Regions from separate parts of the Hordeum vulgare genome. Here region 2 is linked to region 1. A link is a contact called in public Hi-C data. All regions are on one chromosome and are shown on one strand. Each heading gives the region's core, a stretch centred on a gene start, on an enhancer-like site or on the middle of the called end of the contact. The rest is flanking DNA. Distances are from core to core; before and after follow the strand shown. Region 1 holds the start of LOC123452096 (mitochondrial adenine nucleotide transporter ADNT1). Region 2 has its middle 8.3 kb from the start of LOC123402869.

What was found. Hi-C and Micro-C count contacts between places; a contact is called where the count stands out from the background.
Region 2: a Hi-C map of leaf shows a contact between it and region 1, with 5 times the contacts expected there. The contact joins the enhancer-like site here to the promoter of LOC123452096 in region 1. A contact is called at or near these places in 5 of 6 Hi-C or Micro-C datasets (leaf, seedling and an unstated tissue).

Annotation. Positions count from the first base shown.
Region 1 is chr1H:510,266,484-510,273,497 of MorexV3_pseudomolecules_assembly, forward strand. LOC123452096 (mitochondrial adenine nucleotide transporter ADNT1) reads right to left here and starts at 2,981. Exons shown (of 8, transcript XM_045128682.1): 1 at 2,608-2,981; 2 at 851-899; 3 at 160-323. The coding sequence starts at 2,774.
Region 2 is chr1H:510,311,031-510,318,044 of MorexV3_pseudomolecules_assembly, forward strand. No RefSeq gene overlaps it. Among protein-coding and RNA genes, the nearest start is that of LOC123402869, 8.3 kb to the right of the region's middle. Within about 2 kb of position 2,526, at least 2 of the 3 cell types and tissues checked have open chromatin away from gene starts, as enhancers often do. A contact at or near this core is called in leaf, where this site is marked.

The DNA.
Region 1 (7,014 bases), core at 1,731-4,230:
TCAATACATGGTAATAAAGAAATGCTCCTAACCAATTTCAGGTCAAAACTGTCTCATCGTGCAACAGAGATAAGTTCTGCAAATTGCAAACTACAAATAACTAGGTGGTGGAACGCAAGTGGTTATGTAAGGCAAGAGTAATTGCAACCAAGAACCCACCTTGATGCTTGCTCATAGCTGAAGAATTTCACAGCAGAATTTGGGACAATCCTTGCACAGTTGGTTCCATTGCCTTTAAACAGTCCACGAAGGCCTTCGGTTCTCCATATATACTTAAGCCCTTGAACGGTGCCATTGTACTTGATACTGTGAGGATTTTGAACCTGCAAAGAAGGTAATATAAGAAAAGGTCCAACGCAACTAATTTAACGAAACATTGTCTTGTCAATTTTAGTAACAGAAGTATTGGGATCCGGTAACAAGTGTGACCCAACTACTATTAGCATTATTTCCTCATGGTGATTCAGAACTGAAAACGTGAGCAATTAGTACACTGAAAAAGGTTTGGTTTGAGTGGCCACCACAAATTAGACATGGTTCTATGATTGCAACAAATGTTAATAACTAGCCATAAGACAAAACATGGCTTGAATTATAACGGACAGATCATATCGAACACATTAATATGGTGGATATGGGTATTGCATCACATCAATGTTAGCTGATATCAATAATAAAAGAAACTTCTGAAATAATCAAAAAAATATAATATTGCTATTAATATAGTCATGCTGATGTCTTACTACATGGTAAACAGAACAACTTAGGCAAAGACAAATCCAACAATTGATCATTCAATTGGCATGAACAATAACATGTCATGAGATAAAAGCAAAATCATGATCTACACCTGAAGCAGGATCTTCAATCGCTCAAGCGGAGCAACAGCAGTCCTCGATCTGTGCAAAACAACAAAATAAACAAAACACATAAGCATACACACCTACCATATCAATGAGATGCAGTAATCAGAAAGTATTATTTTAAAGATCAAATAATTATGCATAACATAATCACTTAAATATCTTGTAACCTTTCATGTGTGTTTCAAGTATGCAATGTTCTTAATGGACAGCACAGCAGCAGAAGAAGAATAATTCCAGCGTTGACTTCAGTGAACTATAACAAATCACTTATATATCTTGTAACCTTCCATTCGTGTTTCAAGTATGTTTGTAATGTTCTTAATGGCCAGCACAGCAACAGAAGAAGAAGAATTCTAGCTTTGACTTCAGCGAACTATAACAACATTCTATAGCTAGAGTACTAAACAAGGAAGACAAGATCAACTCGCCATACTCTTGTACCCAACAAAAATACTAAAGCACTACATCAACAAACCACAGATAGGCAATCGGGGGCTTGGCTTTACCATTTACTAATAAAAAAGATCATGACATCATGGAGAATCAGATACTTACAAATAGACATCCAATTAAGAATGAACCAGTAACCAACATTAAATCGAGATTCTTAGAGCCCGTGGTTAACACTTTCTGTGGGTGTTGGAGGGGGTGTAGTTTAGCTACTTGTTTTCAAGTATGCAATGTTTCCAAGTGGCTAAAAAGCAAAGCAAAAGGCAAAGCCAGCTTTGACTCCAGCAAACTATAACAACGTTTGATAGCTAGAGTCCCAACCAAGGAAGGCAAGATCAACTAGCAATAGTCCTGTACCAACCAAATATATAGTACTACATCAAGTAGGCACTTAGATGCTCAGCTTTAGATAATGGGATTTCATGACATCATGAGGAACCACATACTTAAGAAGGTGCCAATAAAGAATGCACCAATAATTGACACCTCAAATAAAGAATGCACCAGTAATTAAGATCCAGATCATAAAGCCTGGTGAATCAGACTTATTTGGGGGGTTTAGCAACTTGATACACTAAACTTGGATATAAAATGTCCAGCCCCAATTAAAGGAACTCATTGTGCAGAATATTAGAGATAGCAGCTTAATAACAATGAAAACCAGCAACATGCAAATCTGACAATGAATTGACGGTAACAGGATTATGAGAAATGCTAATATAACCCCATCCAGTGTTTTTCACTTCGGACACATGGTCTATCACTAGGGTTTAAGCGTCAGCAAACTGATCCAAACAAAACAATTGGCATTAGTCAAAATGCTCGACAGCGGAATCTGCCTGACGTATTACAGATCACGAAGCGGTCATGGGTGCACAGGGAAATGGTATAGATCATAGAAGAAATTAATCAATCAGATGCGAATTTTAATCGAGACCAACAACTCTACCGAACGAGATCTGAGCGGCGCGCGGCAAGGGTTTAAGCGTTCCGAATAGATCACCCTCGCTCCCACCTAACAACATGCATCGACTCAGATGCCAGGCGGATCACGCACGTACCGCGAGACTAATCGCGTCCACCTGGAAACCTCAATTGCCGCGGGGGGCACGCGATTCCGACACGGGCCAAACACCAATCTAACCACAGAAATCGCAGCGAAAATTGCGCCGAATCTGGGCGTCGCCTCCCGTTGTTGCGAGAGAGGCCGCGGAGGGGAGCGAATCGAGCGCCGGGAGGGAGGAAGGGGAGAGAGGAGAGGGGGAAGAGGGGTGGAGGAGGGGGGACTCACAGGCCACCGGCTACGCCTCCGGCGAAGAGGGACTTGCAGATGGTGAGGACCTGGTGGCCGGGGCCCTTGACGCCCTCGCGCGCGAGCTTGGCCTCCTCGGCCAGGTTGACGATGGTGTTGACGGCCGTGTCGCCCCTGCTCTTCCCCACCACGTCCTCCGAAGCCATCTCCCTCGTCCGGTCGCCCGCCTCCCCTCTCGCCCTCCCGGATCGCGCGCGCGACGACGACGACCTCCCCTCGCCGCGCCGAGCGGGAAGCAAGCGCCCTGGCCTGGGGTTTTGGCGGCGGCGGCGGCGGCGGCGCGAGGAGGGAGGGGGCGTGGGCGCGGGCGTGCGGTGGGGGAACTGGACGAGAGGCGCTGCGCTGGTGGCTGGGTATTAACCCATTCCCGGCGTCTCGTTGCGCTATTAGCGCCTGGAGCGCTACGTGCACTCGACTCACAACCAGCTCATCTCCCACTGCCTGTGGGACCGATTGCTTCGCCGGGCCGACATGGCATGCAGGTAAGGCCAATCTTGCGTGTGCGCGGTGCGTTTTTAGTGTGGCTCGCTGTTTTGTTGGGGGGGGTGGCGGGCGGGGTGATCCTCGCCGTCCACGCTTATCCTCCGAAAGCGTCAGCCTCGGGATCGGCGACCGGGGCCCAGCTGTCGGCCACCGTGAGGGAATACTGTATTAGCGAGACAGGTCATGAGCGGAACGGCTTAACGGAAACCTAGATCCGTCTGCTGCTGCTTTTTCCCGCGGCCTGCTGCTGCTGGGCTCCGATCCCATCCCATCGCGCATGTCCGGCCATCTGGCCCTCCACGCACCTTTTTTTTTTCTCCTCTTTGGTGTTTATCACTTGATAAAAATTGTTAATTTCGAAGTTATTTCCGGGCTGGTCGTTTCGACCTTGCTTGGGTCGAAAGGCACGGGGGTTTGGTGCCCTATCATTCATTCATCCCCACGCTTTTAGTTTTTTTTTTCCTCAACCATAATAATGGCCGCGTACCCGAGCAATGGTGATGGCGAAGAATGGTTGGTCTGGTTTGTGTGGCCGGCCGCTGCGTTTGCGTTTGTGCTACGCCCGGAAAACTGTGGACAGGAGCTGCAGATCATCGGACCGGGCTCCCTCCGACGATGGATGGACGTGGACTGCGTATTTGGCCTTTCCTGCACGCGTCGGGCCATATGCTGGCCCGTGAAACCTCCTTCACGTATCACACGACTCGTTCGTTCATCCGTGGTGGTCGTGGCTGGCGACGACAGTGAGGTTTTTTTGCTGGACCACACGGCGGCGCAACCGCGATCACAGAACACACGGCGGTGCTGGATAAATGCGACGGGAACCGGCCTGGGAGAGGAAAAGGTGGTGGGTTGTGGATGGATATACGGTTTATTCGCCGGACAGCGAATTCTTTTCGGAGCGCAGCGTCTTTTGCGCAACGGAGGAACGGATTTGCTAGCGGCTTCGGTGACAGGAATATGTGTTGGGAGCTTGCTTGGGATGGGTCCAAAGCGGGGTGCCGATGTGGCGGCCGGGGACAGCGTCGATCGATCGACCCACCCACCCCCACCGGACGTTGCTCTCGGCTTCCCTCCGCGACTCCGGCGCCACACCGGTCAGGTGGCGTGGTCGCGTCCACGCGACCCGTGTGAGTGTGTGGGCTGCGGTTTCAGATAAGGGCGCTGCAGTTATCAGATAAGGAGGAGGCCTACGGTGCATGACAGCTACGGTTTTTTTTTTCTTCGTTGCTTTTTTTCTTTTGATTTTGATGAGGGGCTTTTTACTTCGTTCGTGGTAGATATATGTGCTGTTTCACAACTCCTGTAGACAAATCTTTGTTCGAAAAACAAGACAAAAAAACTCATGTCGACAAGTCCGATTCAATGTTGCAGAGCGGGGCAAACGTCGTAGATGATAATGTGAACCGGGTTGGAACCAAAGAGAAAATAAATCAGCTAGATGAACTATTGTATAGACAAGAGGTGATGCTTAGGTGGCAAACCCTATTTAGCGCGAGAGAGGTTCAACACCTCCAGCAAAAATATACCACATTCGTCCCATAAGAGGGGCCCCTTTGCTCCGCACGAACTACACGGGCGGCGACCCAAGCCACCAGCGACAGCCGCTTCTCCATCGTCTCCCCCCTTTGTTGCTGCCGGAATGCGCCGTCGGACAAAGCCCGTGTGGCAGCGGCGGCGACAGGGCTTCCTTCAGGCTGTGGCGGCGTTGGCTGGCTCGTGCAGCACCAAAGTGTGGTCGTCGCAATCTCGGCGTCCGCAGGCTGGAGCTTATCTTCCTCGGCGGGGGCGACGGAACCGGGGCCCTTGCGCCCGGATGTGGTGGCATGCAAGTGGGGCCGGCCTGCAGATGTATGTACTATTTCGCAATTCGTGTAGACAAGTCTGTGTTCGAAAAACAAGACAAAAAAACTCATGTCCACAAGTCCGATTCAACGTTGCGGAGCGGGGCAAACGTCCTAGATGATGATGTGGACCGGGTTAGAATTACAAAGAAAATGAATCAGCTAGATGAACTATTGTACAGAGAAGATGGCTAATTTTTTTCAAATAATACATTTTGTTAATAAATTTAAAAAATATTACACAGGTTCAAAAAGTTAAAAAACTAACACGCCATCGGCCTCACTAAAGTCGACTGGCTCCCGTCGGCCTCGCCATAGCCGATTAGTGCATTTCGGCTTTGGCTAGGCCGATAGGCCACTCGACCTCGCATGCTGGCTCCAATCGGCTACGGCTAACCGATTAGTACTAATCGGCTTCGCCGTGACCAAATAGTATTAATTGGCTTACTGGTGACCAATTAGTATTAATTGGTCATGACGAAGCTGATAGGTGCATGCACTCTTCTTTTTCTACGTAACTACGTATTTTTTATGACCAGAATAGTAAAATAGCCCCTCTATAAAAAAATCCCGCCATAATTTATCGTTGTTGACTTCCCGCCATAATTTCCCGTGCTTCTAATTTTCCGCCATAAGTTCCCGGTTCTAACTTCCCACAATCATTTCCTACTTCTTAGTTCCCGCCGATATCTCTCGCCATATTTTTCCGCTTGTGAGTCCCTGCCTATTCTTCTCTTCTTCACCTATAAAACCCCCTCCACACTCCGGTGGGTAAGCAGTCGAGTGTAGTTGCATCAAGATGTCTCATTATCCTTTTGATCGTAGTTTTATCGATGGTATGTCATGTTGTCTTCTGCGTTTAGCCAACAATTTTAAGATAGACGATAGAATAGTTTCATGGAACGAACTCATCGGTAGTGACGTCCTACTGAATGAGTTAGCTCACGCATTAGCTAGGAGTGGGTGGCCTCCCAGGACCTTTGAGGAGATATGGAAAGAACTTCTTAGGTTGAATGTAAGATGGAAGAAGAAAGGCTGGCACATACACAGGGGCGCAAAACATCCTTTTTATGGATGGACGACAGCGAGGACGAAGACGATATCTTCATGCCGAGTACCAAGGCCAAGAGTACCTCATCGTCGAAGTGCAAGAGCTCTGCATCGACGGGGGATGACGATGATGCCTTCATATAGTTGTTCAGCTGTATTTTGTAAGTTTAGTCGTACATTTTAAGTTAGATGTATTTTCTATTATTTGTTTGTAATGTCATATGTTTTGGGGGCATTATGTTCTATCTAAGCACGACGTTGGATGCATTTGTTTGTAGTATTAGTGTTATCCCCGCTAAGCTAACTAAGCATTGAGATATAACATGAATATGTCTCATACATAAAATAGACATATGTCTCATACATAATTAGATAGTCATGTCTCTATTGATAGATAGAAGCGTCAATGACGACGTGTGCATTGGCGCTCAGGGGGTGTGTTAGGTGTACTCGAGCCCCGCCTGGGGGGGGGGGGGTTAATGTTACGAAGAGGAATCTCGAACCCGCACTGGTCATATTGTGTATCCTGGCTGGGCCATGGTGGAGGAGTCAAAAACTTGTCCATCCACATGTTTTGCTGCGATAGTGGTTCTTTGTGTTCACTCGCGCACCCGGTTCCAGACGCAGGCGCCTCCTGATATGCATAGGATCCTGCAGGAGGGATCATTAATACTGAATAAATATGTAGTCTCAGTTAATATAAAAAGAAATAAATATGAAGAGACATAGCAGTTGGATGTTGTTGAAAAATGAAACCCGTCGTGGGACTTTGTTGTGGTGGTGGGGGCCGAAACATGAAATTGGACGAGGGAGCATGGTGATGTGGGTTTTGCCACGCCGAACTGCTAGCCTGGTCACGAGGGGGTGGATGGTGCAACAACTGTTGCTCTAGACGTGGACGCGGATGATGTCGTCGCGTGGAGGGACGCGGCTGCTGCTACTTGTGGTGTTGAACAACATCCAAAGTGCGGGTGCACGTGATAGCTCTATAGACATCTCATATCTTATG
Region 2 (7,014 bases), core at 1,276-3,775, 44 kb after region 1:
TGCCATGTTATGTTTGCAATGTCAAAGTTGAAACTATTTCCGGCCTGGGTGGAAAAGAGTCGAGTTCAAGTGATCTAAACTATATCTTGTGTGTGGGGGGGGGGGGGGGATGGGGGGGGGTCTAGACTATATCTGATTTTGTCATTTTTTAAAAATAACAAAGTGCGTTCTGTTTGCATGAACACTACCTAGAGTTCAAGCTAGCTACACTATACGTGACTTGTAAGTCCACTCGAGAGCCACTTTTGAGCTACATGACAAATATGGAAGACAATGTGTGATAACATGTATATTATTTTTTAGGGTGGACGAGTGCATCTTTCCACGGCCCACCCGTGTCCATAACTTTGTGCTACAATGATGAGTTGTCACATGTTCATGTTAAATTTAAGATTAAGGTGTTTCTTTCCCTTCCGACATCATTTAATATTAGAGAAATCTCGTGAGGATGGCATGATTGTCTAAAGTGTGTGCACCTTTTAAAAGTTCATCAACACATTTTAAAATCTATGAAATTTATTGAATTCGCCGGCATTCTTAAATTCTTGGACCTTTTAAATTTTGTGAGCATTTGAAAATTTGTAAATAGTTTTTCCAATGTATAATTTTTTCATAAATTCATGGAAAATATCGAAATTAGTGTAAATTTCCTAAAATTATTAACATTTTTTAAATTCATATGTATTTTTATAAATGGTGAACATGTTTTAAAGTTTTCAACAATTATTTATTACATGTCAGTTTTTAAATTCCATAAATGTTTTTTAAACTCAGGAACATTCTTTAAAGTTATTGGGAAAAAAGTATTTTTCTCATCTACCAGAAAACCGATAGACAGTGGCCTTGTCCGCATTTTTGGAATGTTCTGGCGAAACAATAAAATAAGCGAGCTAGCCAGCGAACAATCCTGCTACTGGCCCGAGCCCACGCATCCTTGCCTGAGCGTCTTTTGGAAGAGGGGAGCTCGTGTTGAACGCCGTGCGCGTCGGATAGGTACACAACACCTGCAAAATGGACATGGTCCGGCCCATTCTGTCTCGAGCGTTTTTGTGTTTTTTCCTCTTTGATTTTTTAGTCGGGTTTATTCCATAAAAAAACAACGACGTTTTCGGATATAGATATTTACAATTTTAGTAAAAAAAATATCCCAAAATTGTGCAGTGTGAATATAAAAGTTCAGTTGTATACTGAAAAATAGGTCCATAGTATATTATTTTGTAGTACCTATAAATCAATGTTCAGCATGTATTGAAAATAAATTCAAGGTATATTACACAATAAATAGTTTGTATTGGTAATGTTCAATGTAAATTGTAGAAAACTTCAGTATGTATTTAGTAATGTACATCCTATGATAAAGAATTGTTCAGTGTGAATTAAAATGGTACACTGTGTATGAAAAAAGAAAAAAAAAGCAAATCAAAAAAAAAATTCTAGAAAGAACTGGAAGTAAAAACAAAAAACAAACAAATGAAAAAACAAAATAGTAACGAAAATAAAATAATGCAGCGAGCGAAGGACAACACGAGAGAAAATAGACCCTGCCACGGTCCACATGCATGACACGCAAGGGGAGTCAAAAATTTCAACTGCTATTCATTCTAAGTTATCTCAAGCCACCCCTTGGATAAAAAAGCTTGGCCTAGAAGGTCGAGATGGATGCAGTGTGCCCCTCTGCTTCAATAGACTTTTCTTGTTTTAGCCAATGCCCCACCATGGACTTTGAAAACAGATTAATTGGCGCGGTGTGACAAGTCGTCGACTGGAACTATCCACCGGTGACAAAAAACTACGGCCAACGGCAAACGGTAAGTCCTTCCATGCGCTCATTTGCAAATCATTCAGAGGAACCGATATGTCAATAAATCAGAGGCACGCATGGGACCAAGAGAGAAACACACTCAACACCGTACGTGTATGTACGGACAGTTCGATCTCGTCTATGTCAAAGTTGTCGATCGCGGTGACGAAATGGCAACCTCGTGACTATCCTAAGGGGCTGTTTGATTCTCGCCACTCGCCAATCTCGGCGAGCCAAATATTTGTCAATGATTTGTCATCAAAGTGAACTGCAGAAGTCGAGGTGGGCAGGACACCAGAAAACCCATTCAAACAGAATGCCAAGCCTGGTCAACGACCAAATATTTGGCTCGGCCGCTCAGGGTTGCAATCCAAGCAGCCCCTAAATCTCAATGAGGGTCTAACTTTTCTAATAAGCCACGCAGAACAAAAATAAAACCCCAACAAACTAGTGGAAAATGACATTGTCTTTGCTAAGAAGCCATGCACTCCGAGTGATTCCCTTAGCCTCAACTTAGCTTGTTACAAATTTGTTCCATTCGGAGTCAATCTCAAATGAAGGTTAAAATATTGAGTTGTTTCTTTATCATGAAAAAAAAGGATTAGGCCTCAACGGCTCATGGACCTCCATTTTTTTCTGCCCAGACTATTTTCTCTTATGCCCAACCTATTTGAGACCCAAGCGAGTGAGGAGATGCAGGGCCCACCTATATGGGACCTACTATGTGACGCGCATTACGTCCAACAGACGCGCACCACACAGGGGGGTCGCCCGACTGGCACGGCCCATTTTTCTTTGTCTCAACAAAATCTGATAATTTCGTTTTATTATTATTTTTCTCTTTATTTTTTCTTTCCAGCTTATTTCCTTTTTTGGTTAGTTTTCTCTTTCTTTTATTTTTTTCATTATCTATGAAAATAAACAAATGTTCAATTTTCAAATCAATTATTAAAAACATGAATGTTTTTTTTAAATCGGAGAACAAATTTGAAAGCATGAATAATTTTTTAGAGCATGAAATTTTTTTAATCTTGAGAACAAATTTTGATACCGCGAACATCTTTGAAAAATCCCGAACAAATTTCAAAACGTGGTTTTTTTAAAAGCTCAAACATTTTTTCAATCTTGAGAACAATAATGGAAACAGAGAACAATTTCAAAAATCCTGAACAAATTTGGACCCACGAATAATTTTTTAAAGCACGAACATTTTTTGAATCTTGAGAACAAATTTTGAAATTTAGAACAATTTTGAAAAATCCTGAACTAATTTGAAAGTGTAAACAATTTTTGAAAGCACAAACATTTTTGGAATCGTGAGAACAGAACTTTGAAATTGAGAACAATTTTGAAAAACCCTGAACAAATTTGGAAGCGTGAACTATTTTTTAAAGCACGAACTTTTTGAATCTTTAGACCAAATTTTGCAAATGAGAACAATTTTGAAAAATCCTTAACAATTTCAAAAACGAGAACTAGTTTTGAAAACACGAATATTTTATGAGTCTTGAGAACATATTTTGCAAAACAAGAACATTTTCTGAAAATCCAGAACATTTTTTAAATTTGTAGAAAATGTTTGAAAAACGACAATCTTTTGATATTTTTTATATAAAATCAAGTAAATTATATACTTTTATAAAAAAATAGGAAATGAACTTAGTTTAAAATTTGAAACAATTTTTGATATTTCTAACATTTTTGAAAATACCAAACCTTTTATGTAAATAACGAACCATTTCCTAAAAAACCGATTTTTTATTTAAAATACCAAAGCTTTTTGAAAATTGGAAACATTTTTTGAAGTTATGATTTTTTTAAATGGCAACTATTTGAAATTTAGAACATTTCTTTAAAAGGCAAAAACATTTTTCAAATTTGAGATACAATTTTGAAGCATGAACTTATTTTATAAATATAAAATAAAATTGAAAAAAGAAACCGAAAACAAAAAAAAGAAAAGGAAAAAGAAAAAAAGAAACAGAAACATAAAAACCAAAAAAGAAATAAAAATTAAAAAACATAAAAAACCCAGTTCAGGGAACCTCCTACAACGTTCCTAAAACCGGAATCGAAGCAGACATTAAGGGGCGGCATATATTGCGTTGCTCCATGTGCTTTCTGTGCGAAACCTCTTGAGGCTGAAAGCGTTAAATAGGATTTTCCAACCTATACCTCGCTTATAGGGATTCACCCTGGCCTTGCAGATATATGGGCCAGGAGGGTCATCTCTCGCGATCAGTAGCAGGCCTCAACTCAGATGGTGCACTAAAATTGGTTTTTATTTGTGGAAAACATTGATAAATGTTTTGCTTGTTTGGGATATTTTATTATAGAATGACATTCGTGGTACATGTGGCAAAAAAAAATGATGCTTAGAAAATGTTATTTTCCAAAGCAATTTGGAGCATCTTTTTTGCCACGAAAGCTTTTTTTTGAACCTGTGAACATTTGTCAATGTTTTCTGTAAAAGTAAAACATATTTTTATTCTTCTGTTCATTGGAGCTCATGTGAGCTTGAGCTGAGAAGAGCACATTCGGTGAGACTGAAGCTTTCTCGCTCAAGTGTTTTGCCTAAATGTGCCGGCCCACTTGCGCCAATATTTGCAAAAATCGGAGCAAAAAATGCAGAGTGCGAGGGATCGATCCTACGATCTCCTGCTTGCTCAATAGCACTGTTAAACACTGAGTTTATGTCAAATAAGTTGTGTACATCGTACTAGAAGTATGAAAGGAGCCGTCATTACATTGGTCTTCCATTTTTTCTTTCGTTTTCTTTCTGTCTCCATTTCTTCTATTTTATTTGGTTTTCTTTTTTGCTTTCCTTTTTTTGTTTTTCTACCGTTTCTTTTCTTTGTTCTTCTTTATTTTTTTTCCATTCCTTTTATTTGTTTCTTTGGTTTGATTTTTGATTTACTTTTTTATTTAAGTTGATTTGTTTTCATTTTTTCCTTTTCTTTTTTGGTTTCTCTATTACTTTCGGTTTTCATTTTACATTTTTTGCATATGTCAATAACTTTTTTCTAACACAAGTTTAACATTTCATGCATAGTGAACATATTTTCTATAGACATTTTTTAACATTTTTCAAACGATCGATCAACATTTTTCGAACACAAGATTAACAGTTTTCTATGCACATTTAACATGTTTTCAAACACTTGACTAATATTTCCAAATGTATTTTTTTAACACATGGTCAATATTTTTCTATACGCTTTTAGAATTTTATAATACTTGATTAACATTTCTTAAATACGAGTTGAACATTTTTAAATGCTTGATTAACTTTTTATTACATACATCATTAAAAAAATAATATTTTAAAAAATATTCAACATTTGTTTTTATAAATTTTACAGTTTAAAATGCTTGATCAATATTTTTCCAATAAAATTCCAATTTCTAAATATATTCTAAAAATTCATTGTTATTTACCACATGCTCAACATTTTTATACACATTTAATATTTTTAAAATACTTGATAAACCTTTTTATAAATGCTGGATTAAACTTTTTATATAAAAGATAAAAAAATTATCATCACTTTAATACACGGTCAAGATATTTCCTATACACCTTTAACAAATTTCAAATGCGTGATCATCATTTTTGATAGACTTGATTGATAGTTTATAAATACATGATCAAACATTTATACTCATTTTTGTATACATGATAAACATTTTCTCCATACACATTCAACATTTTTCTATACACATGTAGCATTTTATAAATTCTTGATTTAGTTTTTTTAATACGAGTTCAACATTTTCAACATTTATATATATAAATTGAGCATTTTTTAAATGCTTGATCAACATTTTCCAAATATTTTTTCAAAATTTTAAATAGATGATAATAATTTATTATTTTTACCCCATGGTCAACCTTTTTTCTGTGCACATTTAATATTTTTAAAATACTTGATTGATATTTTTTCAAATGCTTGATTAACCATTTTACATAAAAGATAAAAAAAGTATCATCTCTTTAATACACGGTCAACATATTTTCCTATACTCATATAACAAATTTCAAATGTGTGATCAACATTTTTCAAATACTTGTTATTTTTTTTACAAATGCTTGATTGATAGTTTTTAAATACAGAATCAAAATATTTACCCCATACATGATAGACATTTTCTCCATACACATTCAACATTTTTTCAAAAAAAATTATGATGTGTTTTTTGTAATATAATTTTTTACAATATATTAAAGTACAAACAAAAGCCAAAAATCAAGGTAGAAAACGAAACAGAAAAAGGAGGCTGTGGCCTCCCGCTCTCCTGGGTCTCCCCTTCAGCGAGGGTTCACACTCTGTTGCTTTAGGCGAGACATAATCCCGCCTTTGGCAAACATGCATAGTTGTCTTAATTTTTAAAATGACTCGCCAGTCTTGAATTTTTCCACTTTTGAGAATTTGGGGCCCTATGCAAGTGCTTTAGTTGCACATGCCTACTTACGGGACATATTTGTATCACATGCATGAGCTTGGGTTATCCGCATGGACCTACTAAATATGTACTGTATGTGAGAAGTTATAATACTTGTTGGTAGTTCAACCCACTCATATAATGTATTTTTTTTTTACCGTTGTAACACACGTCCACTCACTTTTTTTAGACAAGCACAGGCACTCTCCACTGGCTCACTAGCCTCAAGTTTCCCCCGGCCAATTATGACCCAGTGGATGGGCCCAACTTGTATTTGTCGCCTTCAACTTCAGTTAGGCTGGTTGTAATGGAGATTATCATATGATACTCAACCCTCTCTTTCTTCATTTAATTTCATATCACCTCATCAAATATGCCTAGTTGGCATACATGATACTACTTATGATACTTCTATTACGAGCAGCCTCAGGCTGGTTGTAATGGGTAGTATGATACTCCCATTACGAGCAGCCTCAGGCTGGTTGTAATGGGTAGTATCATATACTAGTATCATGCATATGATATTAGTGTATGATACCACATCCGTAATGCATAGTATCATATATTAGTATCACATGATAGTTTATTTATTGTCATGCAAGACACACAGGAGCACATCATTTAATATGATACGCTATCATGATATGATACTCAATCCTCTCTTTCTTCATTTAATTCTATGCCACCTCATCAAAATTGCCTAGTCGACATGCATGATACTACCTATGATACTACCATTACGGGCAGCCTTATAGTGTTATTCACAAATT